Linked DNA regions of Rattus norvegicus: region 2 is linked to region 1. A link is a contact called in public Hi-C data. All regions are on one chromosome and are shown on one strand. Each heading gives the region's core, a stretch centred on a gene start, on an enhancer-like site or on the middle of the called end of the contact. The rest is flanking DNA. Distances are from core to core; before and after follow the strand shown. Region 1 overlaps Atp8a2 (ATPase phospholipid transporting 8A2). Region 2 overlaps Atp8a2 (ATPase phospholipid transporting 8A2).

The links. Hi-C and Micro-C count contacts between places; a contact is called where the count stands out from the background.
Region 2: a contact with region 1 is called in a Hi-C map of Schwann cells, with 4 times the contacts expected there. The contact joins two enhancer-like sites. A contact is called at or near these places in 5 of 12 Hi-C or Micro-C datasets (the A7r5 cell line, the Rat2 cell line, Schwann cells and 2 more).

What each region holds. Positions count from the first base shown.
Region 1 is chr15:38,283,480-38,289,045 of GRCr8, reverse strand. All of the region lies in intron 23 of Atp8a2 (ATPase phospholipid transporting 8A2), which reads left to right. Among named protein-coding and RNA genes, the nearest start is that of Atp8a2, 140 kb to the left of the region's middle. Within about 2 kb of position 2,250, at least 1 of the 93 cell types and tissues checked has an H3K27ac peak or open chromatin away from gene starts, as enhancers often do. A contact at or near this core is called in Schwann cells, where this site is marked.
Region 2 is chr15:38,353,609-38,359,174 of GRCr8, reverse strand. Atp8a2 (ATPase phospholipid transporting 8A2) reads left to right here. Exons shown (of 36, transcript NM_001427450.1): 19 at 1,444-1,513; 20 at 3,877-3,961; 21 at 5,377-5,516. Among named protein-coding and RNA genes, the nearest start is that of Atp8a2, 73 kb to the left of the region's middle. Within about 2 kb of position 2,879, at least 9 of the 93 cell types and tissues checked have an H3K27ac peak or open chromatin away from gene starts, as enhancers often do. A contact at or near this core is called in Schwann cells, where this site is marked.

The sequences.
Region 1 (5,566 bases), core at 1,001-3,500:
TTGGGTTAACCACAGAATTCTGATTGTAAGATATGTGTGCTAGTCTGCAGTGAATATTCCTAATGTTTCTTGTAGTTAACCTGTGACAGAAAAGGGGAATGCTCTGAAACCAAGGTGGTTACTGTGAAGGGAGCTCAGGAGGGGTCGGGGCCAAGATGATCACCGTTGACTGACATTAGGATGAAGTCACTGGCGTTGAGAGCCTTTTTAGTCTGATGGTCTACATACATAGAACATGAATAGAAACATTAGATTGTTGACTATAGATTTAAAAGCGTAGACATGACAGGGGTCCGGGGATTAGGATGGTTTTCAATAACCATGAAACTCTGAGAGATCGGACAGGGAAGCCAAAGTGAGATAAGCTTGGCTACGAAACACATTTTTAGGCTGGTACCTTTATCACAGGAAGAAGACACAGAGAGAGAGAGAGATTGCCATGGTCACCACATGATGAAAGGCAGGGATTGAAGTTGGCTGAGACTGCACATGCGCTGCTGCTGAACCATCCAAAGTGGGAGTGAGGGTCCAGAAGCAGTGGTTCTCAACCTGTGGGCCAAGACCCCCTTGGTAGGGGGTGGGGTGGGTTCAAAGACTCTGTCATAGGGGTCATTTAAGACCTTTGGAAGACACATTTTTACATTACAGTTCATAACTGTAACAAAATTAGTTATGAGGTATCAAAAAAGTAATTTTATGGTTGGTTGGTTGTCATCACAACATGAGGACTGCAGCATTAGGAGGGTTGAGAACAACTGCCCCAGAGCAATCGATGCCCTGAATCAGACATTAGCCATTAATATTCATTAGAGAATAACTTTATCTTGCTTCAAGCCACTTAAGTTTGTGGCATTTGGTTATAGCAGCCCTGGTTTAAAAAAAATACCTGAGGCACAAGGCAGGAGGAAGTGAAGGCCATGGAGGGCATGGTCTGACTCATCAACAGTGTGGGAATGCAGAGATCCTGTGAAGAGATGGAGGAAAGGCAGGGACAGAGCTCTGGTCTCCATCGTCTTCCTGCAGGTCTCCTCATCCCCGTCACATTGCAAGCAAACCAACCCACTTCTGTACTTGCCACAGAGGCGCCTTCTGCTCTCACAGCTTTGTGCACATTGGTGAAGCATGCCTGTCAGTTCCCGGCATTTGAGTTTAGAAGATGCCTAGTGGGGGCACTGGTTTGTTTAGGGAAGAAATGTGAAAGAGTTGCTTATGATTCTAAGTGGGGCTGAGTGTTTCCGGATGAAGCAATTCAAGGACTTCCCACTCTCTGCCTCAACAATTCCCACAGCAGAAAAATAAGTAAACAGCCACCTCAGAACACCACTCTGAAGGAAGGAAACAATTAGCATTGAAGTGACTACTCTCCAAGAAATCTGGGAATTCAAGACTGCCTTTCTGGAGAGAAGAGCCATTGGTAGCTGGGGAACTATATGTGGAAGCAGGGGGAAAAAAAGAATCTGTGTCTCTGAATCCAGTCTTGACAGTCTTGAAGAAGTAGAGTAGCTCGGGGCCTGGTATGGTTCATTCCCTTTCTCTCCCAAAACTTCAGACACTGATGAAAATGAGTGTCATTTGTTATCCTAAGATCCTGCACTAGAAAATGAATTTAGGGTGGATTTCAGGAGAGTTTTTCTCATACTTGGAACAGAACTAAGTCTTTACATGCCCCTCCCCTAGTCTCTAGCCTTTCTATATTTATAATTCTTCCAGAGATTGGCAGGCACATATTGCAGGTGACAGCCTGGACTATGTGCCCTGCAGGCTCTGTCCCTACACAGCCAAGGCAGTAGCTTTCTCCCTTCAGTCCTTGCTAACAGATAAAATAGGATCAGCCAGCAGGGGCTGCTCTGGGCATCCATTGCAGCCACTGGTGTGAGGTGCAGAAACAGAGGCTTGCTGCTGGGGGAGCCTGTGTGAGCATGTGGACAGATTTGATTCCACCCTGTCAGGGGAAGCATTTATTTCTTCCTATGAAAACAGCAAACAACTCCTTGAAAACGCCTTCAAAAATTTATTTGCCCAGGAAGTGTGAAAACGGTGATCTTAAGATAGTAAAAGAAAAACCAAAACCTCTCTGTGGCTTGTTCCATTCGTGTGTGTGTGTGTGTGTGTGTGTGTGTGTGTGTGTGTGTGTGTGTGTGTGAGAGAGAGAGAGAGAGAGAGAGAGAGAGAGAGAGAGAGAGAGAGCCTTCTAAAGGAAGGGGGAGTAGACGAAGAGCTCAGTCTGGCTGCCTTTGTAACCAACAGAGATGGGTCCCCACTGAGTGGCAGTGTTGGAATGTGATCCTGGCCCCAGAGAACAGTCTTGTCTTGAGCCAATGGGTGGAAGAATAAAAAAAAAAAAAAGAGGCAGCATGGCAGTGTGTCCGTTTCAGTGCATGACTAGCTGGAGAGAAACCAAATGAGTATCACTTTTTTAAAGGAGATTGTTTCCTCATTAGTAGGAGGTGTGTGTGAGAGAGAAAGAAGGGGGCTGCTGTTATGACTCCCTATGGGCTTCATAGTCAACTGGACCCTTCCTCCCGCCTCTCTGCAAACTTTCCCATTTCTGTGTGATGCTAAGCAGGGAATAAGATCCTGTTCTATGTCTGTGCTGGGAGCCAGTCACCTTCCAGAGGAGAGGCTGCAGCAGTCATGCCCACTCTGCTGATGGCTCTTATTAGTCATGTTGATGCGCTAACTGGCCACTGTCTGTCAGGAACACTGGAGTGATCCGCCCCCCTCCTGTTTGCCCCAGCGTTCTCTTGCTGGTGGCAAATCACTGGCACCTGGGTGGGTTTTTCTGTTCCCTTCAGAAAAGCTGCTGGCGTTAGGTGAGTGTGCGCAGGCCCAGTGACTGAGTCACAGCCTGAGATCTTGAACAACTTGAACTCCGAACTCCGCTGTGGTTGTCTTTCCCTGATGGACCTGCCCGAAGAACTCACACATGTAGAATATTAAAACACCCTTCCTTCAGGCAGCTATTCAGGACTCGTTATGAAGCAGGGAATCCTTGGGGTTAGGGCTCATGAATGGCTTGCGATTAAAGCCAGGTAGCTTCCTTTAACGGATTCCATAGCTACTGGGGACTTTCTTCTATGCCTTTCTAGTCTTTGCTTTTCAAGGAGAAACTTCCCACGCAATTAGAGATTCTGTGGCTGTTTGCCTTACAAGGTTGAAAGTATATGAAAAAATATTGTTTAAAAATTGAGAAAGTAAACGCTGAACGGACTCTAAATATTTCAGTTGATAGAACACAAAATAAAGGGCCATAAAGAGGGAAATGATTTGCTAGCTTGCCGTTGTAAGTATTTCATATTTATAAAAGCACACACTTGTGTCACAGTATTCTGGTAATGGTGCATAGGATGAGATGGATGAGCAGACAATTTAAAAGGAAGAGGGCTGTCTTGGCCTATTAATCTCTGGTATGAGGCTGAAGCATTCAAGATGAAGTTCTGGGTGAGTGGCTCGCTGTGGTCCCCGTGTCATCCAACTCTCCAGACTGCTGTTGATTTTCTTGGTTGTTTGTGTCATCGACGTACAATGTCTCAAAATGCTTGGATTGATAGCAGGGGGCCACAGTTGTGGGTTTCATGTATGTGTGCATGCATGTGTGTGCACACGCGTCTGTGGGCTCACTCCTTGTTTTAAGCCGTGCAGCTGTGGTTTGCTCATCAGTAGAACTGCGACGTGAATACCGGTAGATAAAGAGTCCCCACCTCAGCCGAGCTGCCTGGTGCCATTAATCTCCTCCAGCCGGGGTGGGAGGGGAAGCAAATGCAGATTACAGATGGCAGCTTCTGTGGACATGTGTTGAAGTGTTCAGAGTCCTGAGAGAATGTGACCTGACCCATCCTTTTCCACGTCTGGCTTTGTGTCTGATTGGGGACCAACAGGTCACACTTAGCCTGCAACGCAGTTCTGTTCAGATGGCGCCAGGTAAGACAGGTGCTCTGCAGGTGAGGTCATGTCCTTTAATGTCCCAGCCACACCTTATTTCTTGCCTGATACACTGGCTCGTTTCCTGTGGACTCTGCCAAGTGCTGTGGTTCTTCTCGAAGACAAACCAGGACTTTTAGTAGGTTTATTCTCTCCTTGGTTTCGTCAACTGTTTCACAGTGACTTAAAACAGTGAAGTGTCCAAAAGGCTTGAGAGGTCTTATGTTCATGACATTCTTTACCCATCGGGCCTTGAGGCCGAGGCATCAATGTTAATGACTGACTTCCGCAGACTAGGTAGACTGTGGGCTGTGAGTTTGCTCTACGGGCAACCCAAGTGCTGGAGACTTGGTGCCACCATGCTCTGACTCTCTGGAAACATGTCTAGAGGTCTCCCCTGTTGCCCAAATGTGGCTAAATTAACATGGGCTTCGGAATGGTCTGAAAAGTATCTTCCTTTCACACACATGTCTAGCTCTTTCAATGGAAAGTGTCAATCTTGAGACAAGCTGAAGTCAGAGGTGGGCTCCTCTGATCTGTTCCGCCAGGAACTCCACAGACAGCCTTTCTGGAAGGTGGTATCGGGTTTGCCCACTGTTGTGAATGAAAATAATCTATTGGTGAAAGCCCCAAATTAGAAACCTCTTGGTATATTTATTTCTGTGTCTCAAGAATTCTGATTTAAAGCAGACTTTATTTCAAGTAACATGAACAGTAGGTCGTTCAGGAGTCTTGGATGAATCAATGTTTTCTTCCCTCCACTCCAGGAAAATCTATTTAAAGAAAAGGTCAGCTCTGGGCTTAAGTTAGAGCCCATTGAATGCAAGTCTGGGGCAAAAGACTAGCGCTCTTCTCTTCTGTACAGTTGTGTGCAGTAGGAGCTGGTTTTATGCAAGCCTTCGTTTTCCACACATTCCTTCCGGTGCGGCCTTCCTCTACATTGTGTGGAGCCAATAGTGTATGGCCTGACAGCCTTCATAGAAAGAGATACATAGGATACAGGGAGATGAGCTCTTATGGGACTTATTAAATTTAGGAACAATTTTAACCCTGAAAATACTGCCTGAAGACCGTTGTGTCCTTTAGTCATTCCCAGGAAGGAAGCAGTAATAAATACAGTTACATGCCTCTTTGAGATGCTGCAGCCCTTCTCACTCCCCATTACCTCTCTGTGTGCTGGCCTTCTCCATTGCTCTGAGAGAAGGTTTTCAGGTGTCTCCTTTAACAGACCCTGACCTTGACCCTCTGTGTGGGCTCTGGTGGATCTCTGCCTCTGTGCTGTGTGTCTCTGGTCTACCTCTCACTCAGCCCTGGCCTTAGTAGATACTGGGGATTATTTTGGTCTCTGAACCTGACTCCTTACTTCCAGTTTCTATGTCTACTAAACCTTCCATTCATTCCTGGAGAATCTGAACATATTCCATGACTTTGGGATGTTTGTTGAAGAAAAATAGCGAGAGAATTACCAAGAAGTTGCATGTACCCAGGACTTGATATTTGATGGGGAAGGCAAGCAGTGAGAGAAGATTCCAGCAAATAACCATGTTGAACTAGAAGTTGGGCCATAGTATCCACACTATGAAGAGCAGGAGTGACCAGACAAATAAGGACCCAGAAAAGGAAGGAAGGGGGTGATTTCACACAA
Region 2 (5,566 bases), core at 1,630-4,129, 70 kb before region 1:
ATGGTGGCAGTGTGCCTGTGTGGGGCTTCCAGCCAAGCGTCCAGCTCCTCAGATGTTTTGTCTCCTTTTCTTCATTCTCTTTCATATGTGTATGTGTGTTGCATGGGTGTGTGTGCTCTCCCATGCGTGTGCACGTGGGGGCCAGAAGTAGAAATCTGTCACCTCCAGCTTGGTCGTTTGAGACAGGTAGCCATCACAGTCTCTCACAGAGCCTAGAAACCACCCTTTAGAGCTGCCTGTTGCCATTCTCCGGGCCTTGAGGTTATAGATACACGACATCATGCTTTAAAGGGGAAGCTGTCGATCCGCTCTCCAGTCCTCATTCTTACACTGTGAGCACTTTGCCCACTGAGCCGAGCCATCTCTCTGGCCCCTAATGCATCTCCTGTTGGAAATTGCTACTCTGTGCTGCATTAACTGTGGCCAGCTGTTAACAGCCAGACAGGAAGAAATCAGAAAGGGATACGCTAATAACAGGACTGTGGGTGGAAACGCCAGGGTCTAGTGTTTAAAGGGATGGGCGAGTAGGAGTGAGAAGGAACGCCGATTGTGGTTGCAGCTCCTGGTTATTTTTAATGGAGGCATCATTTTGCTGACGCCATTTCCTTCTGTAAGATTTCCTTGGAGTAATCTGTGGTCATCTGCTTCGTGCATTAAGAAACAGAAACAGCTTAGGCGACATTGCTAAGGACACCCAACCTCTGGACGCCGAGAGAGGATGAGGGCTCCACGTGCTGTGGGTCAGACTGGCCGCAGGTGCGGGGAAGCATTCCAGCGGGAGGAAGTGAGGGCGAAGCACAGAGCAGAATTCGCTGGGGAGCAGGATGTGGGTCCCGGGTGCTTGAGCTTGGTGGTGCATGAGAGGGTCGGTGGGGATTGGCTCAGCACTGTGCGGGGAGTTAAAGAGGACAGACCTCAGGCAGCAGAAGGCACTGAGCCTCAGCGTGTGAGCTTCACCCTGATCACAAGTATGTAAGGAGGGAATCGTGCAGCAGTGGCAGGAGAGGGTTTGCCTGGTGCTGGGTGAGGCAGGTCTAGGAATTGGTAATCTCCTTGACCCATTAAAAGAAGCCATACAAGGTACTTACAAGGTGTGCTGGGTCTCCCATCTTGCTGTTTGCGAGGGACGGCTCTGGTTACCGGAATGAGTTGACTGATTCGCCGTGCAATAGCACATGGGCAAATGTTCCATTTCTGGCCCCCTTGCAAGCAGCCGTGCCGTGAGCGAGTCCTTACGGCAGGGCAAGGCATACAGCGCCTGTCCACTTGGTACACATGAGCAAAGTCTACAGTTGAAGCTTTCCTTTGAGGAAAAAAAATCTATTGAGAAGTGGACCTTGACATTTCTAGGCTCCACACGTTTTGCACCGGGTCCTATAAAGTGAACTATGATGACTTTCCCTTTCTGTTTCTTCTTTTCTTTCTTTTTCTATACTATTACAGCGACAGAAAAAGAATGTCTGTCATTGTTCGAATGCCGTCGGGACAACTTCGACTTTACTGCAAGGGAGCTGTAAGTGTCAGTGGTGTCGGGGAGGGGCTCGGCTAACCTCTCGGAGGCCGCTTTGCCAATGTATTGTTTTCCAAACTGCTGTTCATGTATCCTTCCTGGCCTGCCAGAACTGAAAGACAGTCCTAGCAAGCCACTAGGAGCACAGGTTCAAGGTGGCGTTTGATGAGAGTGGTCAGTGGGCAGAGACAACCCACTTTTAGCAGTAGTGAGCTTTGGACACAGAATCCTTGGAGTGGGGATTCCAGATCTGGTTTTGCCACCAGGTCTGGTGATGGCACCATGTTGATCTGTGATCATTGGTCTGTCCTCTCACGTCGCTTGTTCCTTAGCAGCTACGGAGACAGAAGTCATATCCACAAGTAGATCTATTTTTACAGCTCTTTTTGGCCAGTGTCCTAAGCCTGGCTTTTTCTTCAGTATCCCTAACTAATACTAAGCAAACTCCAAAGGCATTATTGCTAAGGAAAGCCGTTACTGCTTATGAATTGTACGACTGTAAAATTGTATCCCGTTGTGTGGTGGCTCTGTGGGATGAAGAGACTAATTCTCAAACGTACGCCAGGAGTGAGATACTGAGCCTGGATCAGCGGTGAGTTTCACAGGTTTCTCACCTTTCTCACAATGGCTATGGATACATTATGATCCGGTCTGTTTGATGATAAACACTGTATGTAGCCTTTAAAGGAATTCCATTTGCCAACAAAAAGAATTCTACTTTTATGATAAGGCGGCTTTAGTTAAGGCCACCGAGGTCATGGTGTCACAGAGCGACCTTGTTTTTAGGCTCTGTTTGTGTGCCCTGTGTTGTAGCTGCAGCAGCTGGAAGAGAAAGGCTATGGAAGCAGGAGAGTGTAGGCAGGGAACACTGCCAACGCCCATCAAATTCTTCATGGTTAGTTCTGCCCAAGCCGGCCCCCTCCTCCAACAAACTAGTTTTAAAAAAAAAGTTGATGTATTGAGATGCTGCCTTACACAGTGGACTCCCAGGAGCATACAAGCAACCATTCAGGCTTATCAGTGTGAGGGACAGGCTGCGCCAAACTGGGTGTTTCTCATCCAGCGTGAGTCAGAAGCAAAAGCCCCAGGCCTATGGTCTCCTTGGCTGTGGGGTCTTCCGTTGTTGGCAGATTGTATTTGAATAACCTATGGTGTGCGGATGTGATTTACTCTTTTTGCTTCTGCATAAAGACGCTACAGTGTGAGCACGCTAATTAAAAAACAAATTAGCGGGGGATAGTGGCTCACGCCTACAATTCCCGCACTTGAGAGGCAGAGGCAAGCAGATTTTTGTGAGCTCCTGTGAGATCCTGCCTCAGACAAGTAAGAATCCCGAATGAGGGCCGAGAAGATGACTCAGCAGCTGGGGTGCTTGCTGCCAAGTCTGACCACACTGAGTCAACCCTTAGATTCATGTGGAAGGAGAGAGTGACTCCTGCAGGTTGTCCTCTGACCCTGCGCTCTCTTGCTGTGACACATCACACACACACACACACACACACACACACACACACACACCCAGAGAGAGAGAGAGAGACACAGAGAGAGACAGAGACAGACAGACACACAGAGAGAGAGACACAGAGAGAGACAGAAAGAGACAGAGACAGACAGACACACACAGAGAGAGACACACACAGAGAGAGACAGAAAGAGACAGAGACAGACAGACACACACATAGAGACAGAGAGAGAGACAGAGACAGACAGACACACAGAGAGAGACAGAGAGAGAGAGACAGAGACAGACAGACACACACACACACACAAGCAATAAATTAAAAAAAAAATACCAATCCAAAACTTTCCAAGCCTGCCATGATACAGTATAAAGTTCTGCAGCTGACCTCACAGTGTCAGTTCCAGCCTAAATGTAGCCATGGGAAAGATAGAAAGTTACTTTCAGGCTGTGTGAATAGGTAGACAGGAAACATAAAAGGTTTAGACTTAGCCCCCCCACCCCCATCTCTGAGATCTCACGTCATAGCTATACACATCTACTCCAAATTCTGAAGATTCCCCAAATCTGAAGCAGTTCCATTCAGACAATGGGTACAAAGCCCAGAGTCTGAATTATGGAGAGGTGTGCAAACGTGGGCACTATAGCAGCCTTGAACGGGTCTCTGCTTGCAGTCCCCACCCCCATTGTTGTTCCTTTTTGAATTTTTTTAGATACACAGCAGCTTTTGGTATTGCTGTATGCATTTTACAAAGCTCATGTTTGGCCCAACCGACAGCTCCTTTCTGCTCAGTCAAGTTTTTTCATGTTCATTACATAGACACGAAAGAGAGCCTTCTTTAGAGTGCCCACTGACAGATGTCCTCTGCGCTCTGCCAGTCTCAGGGAATGTTTCTCCCTTTCACAGGATAATGTAATCTTTGAAAGACTTTCAAAAGACTCAAAGTACATGGAGGAGACATTATGCCATCTGGAATATTTTGCCACAGAGGGTAAGTGAAATTTCGAGATTCTGCCTTTGACCCTGCAGATGCGGTGTCCTGTGCCGTGGCTGCTGCACGGGTAGGCAGGCCTGCGTTCCGACAGATGTGTGCTTCTTATAGAACTGACTCGCTTCCCAGGACTGGTTTTTCAGCTGCTTTCTCCTCACACAGTCTGTGACAGTGAGGAAGTAAATGGCAGAGCCCAAACTCCGTTACCTGTGTTGGACTCTGCTAGGTCACAAGTTGCCCTAAAACAGAAGGCAGCTGACCCAGAGAAATTAGAATTACAGTTGTCCCTTTCCTTGGATACTCTAGGGGTCATTTCCCTGACCTCGTGCTATCATTTGTCCAGGACTTAAGCAGATACTAATCCCCCCTACTCACAGTGAGCAGGAAAGGAACTCTCTGGAAGCCTTTGGATGAGGTGATGTCATGTTTTCCTGCTAGAGAATGTGATGACGGGTGCTTAGATGCTGAGTGCTGCTCTCTCACGGTGGTTTGCTTCCGTGTCTAGACACACGTGCACACATGTGAGGGCATGGCTGCCCGAGAGCCAAGCTCTTCTATAACACAGCACAATAGGCTTTTTATTGCTGTCTTGAAATGTGCTTCCTGGCTCCTTTTCTTCCTGGCTGCCTGTGGCACACATACATGTGAGCCACACAGATTCCGTACCTCTCTGCAGTGGGAACTGTGCTCATGGGATCTCATATGCTCCTAAATTTATGGGAAGGGCAGTTTATGCTACTTTATATGAAAGCCTGGGGAAGAGTGTGAGTTATTCTTCTCAATGCTGCAGCAAGGTACTTGGCAAAGGCTTCCTGAGAAAGAAGGGGTTTATTTTGGCTCGGAGAGTGAGGGTAGAGTCTATCACGGGGAAGGCATGGTGACAGGAGCTGGGGGCAGCTGTTTGCATTGCATCTTGGGAAACAGAGCGAGATGAAGGCTGACTCACACATCTCTCTGCTTCTGATTCAGTGTGGGACACAGGACAGAGCCCATGGAGATGGGCCGCTTACAGTCTGAATGGGCATCCCCACCTGTACCTTGGAACACCCTCCCAGACATGTCCATTGTTTCCCTAGATGACTGCGTCCTATCGAGCTAACAATCAATGTTAACAGTTGCAGTAGGCAACCTTAAATTTTCCTTTGTAGCTCTGTGAATGTTAAGATAGAGGAACCTAAGAAGCAGGTGGCCTCTTTGATTTTAGAACACTCTGACACAAAAGTGATGTCCCCTAGGAGGTGGTGTGATGTCCCCTAGGAGGTGGTGTGATGTCCCTTAGGAGGTGGTGTGATGTCCCCTAGGAGGTGGTGTGGTGTCCCCTAGGAGGTGGTGTGGTGTCCCCTAGGAGGTGGTGTGGTGTCCCCTAGGAGGTGGTGTGTTCTGTGCCTCATCACTTATCTGTGGCTGCCTTGCAGGCCTGCGGACCCTGTGTGTGGCCTATGCAGATCTCTCTGAGAATGAGTATGAGGAGTGGCTGAAAGTCTATCAAGAGGCCAGCATCATTCTGAAGGACAGAGCCCAGAGGCTAGAGGAGTGCTATGAGATCATCGAGAAGGTAACTACATAAGATGAAGAGTCAGCCTAGTGAAGGATGACTCTTTGTTG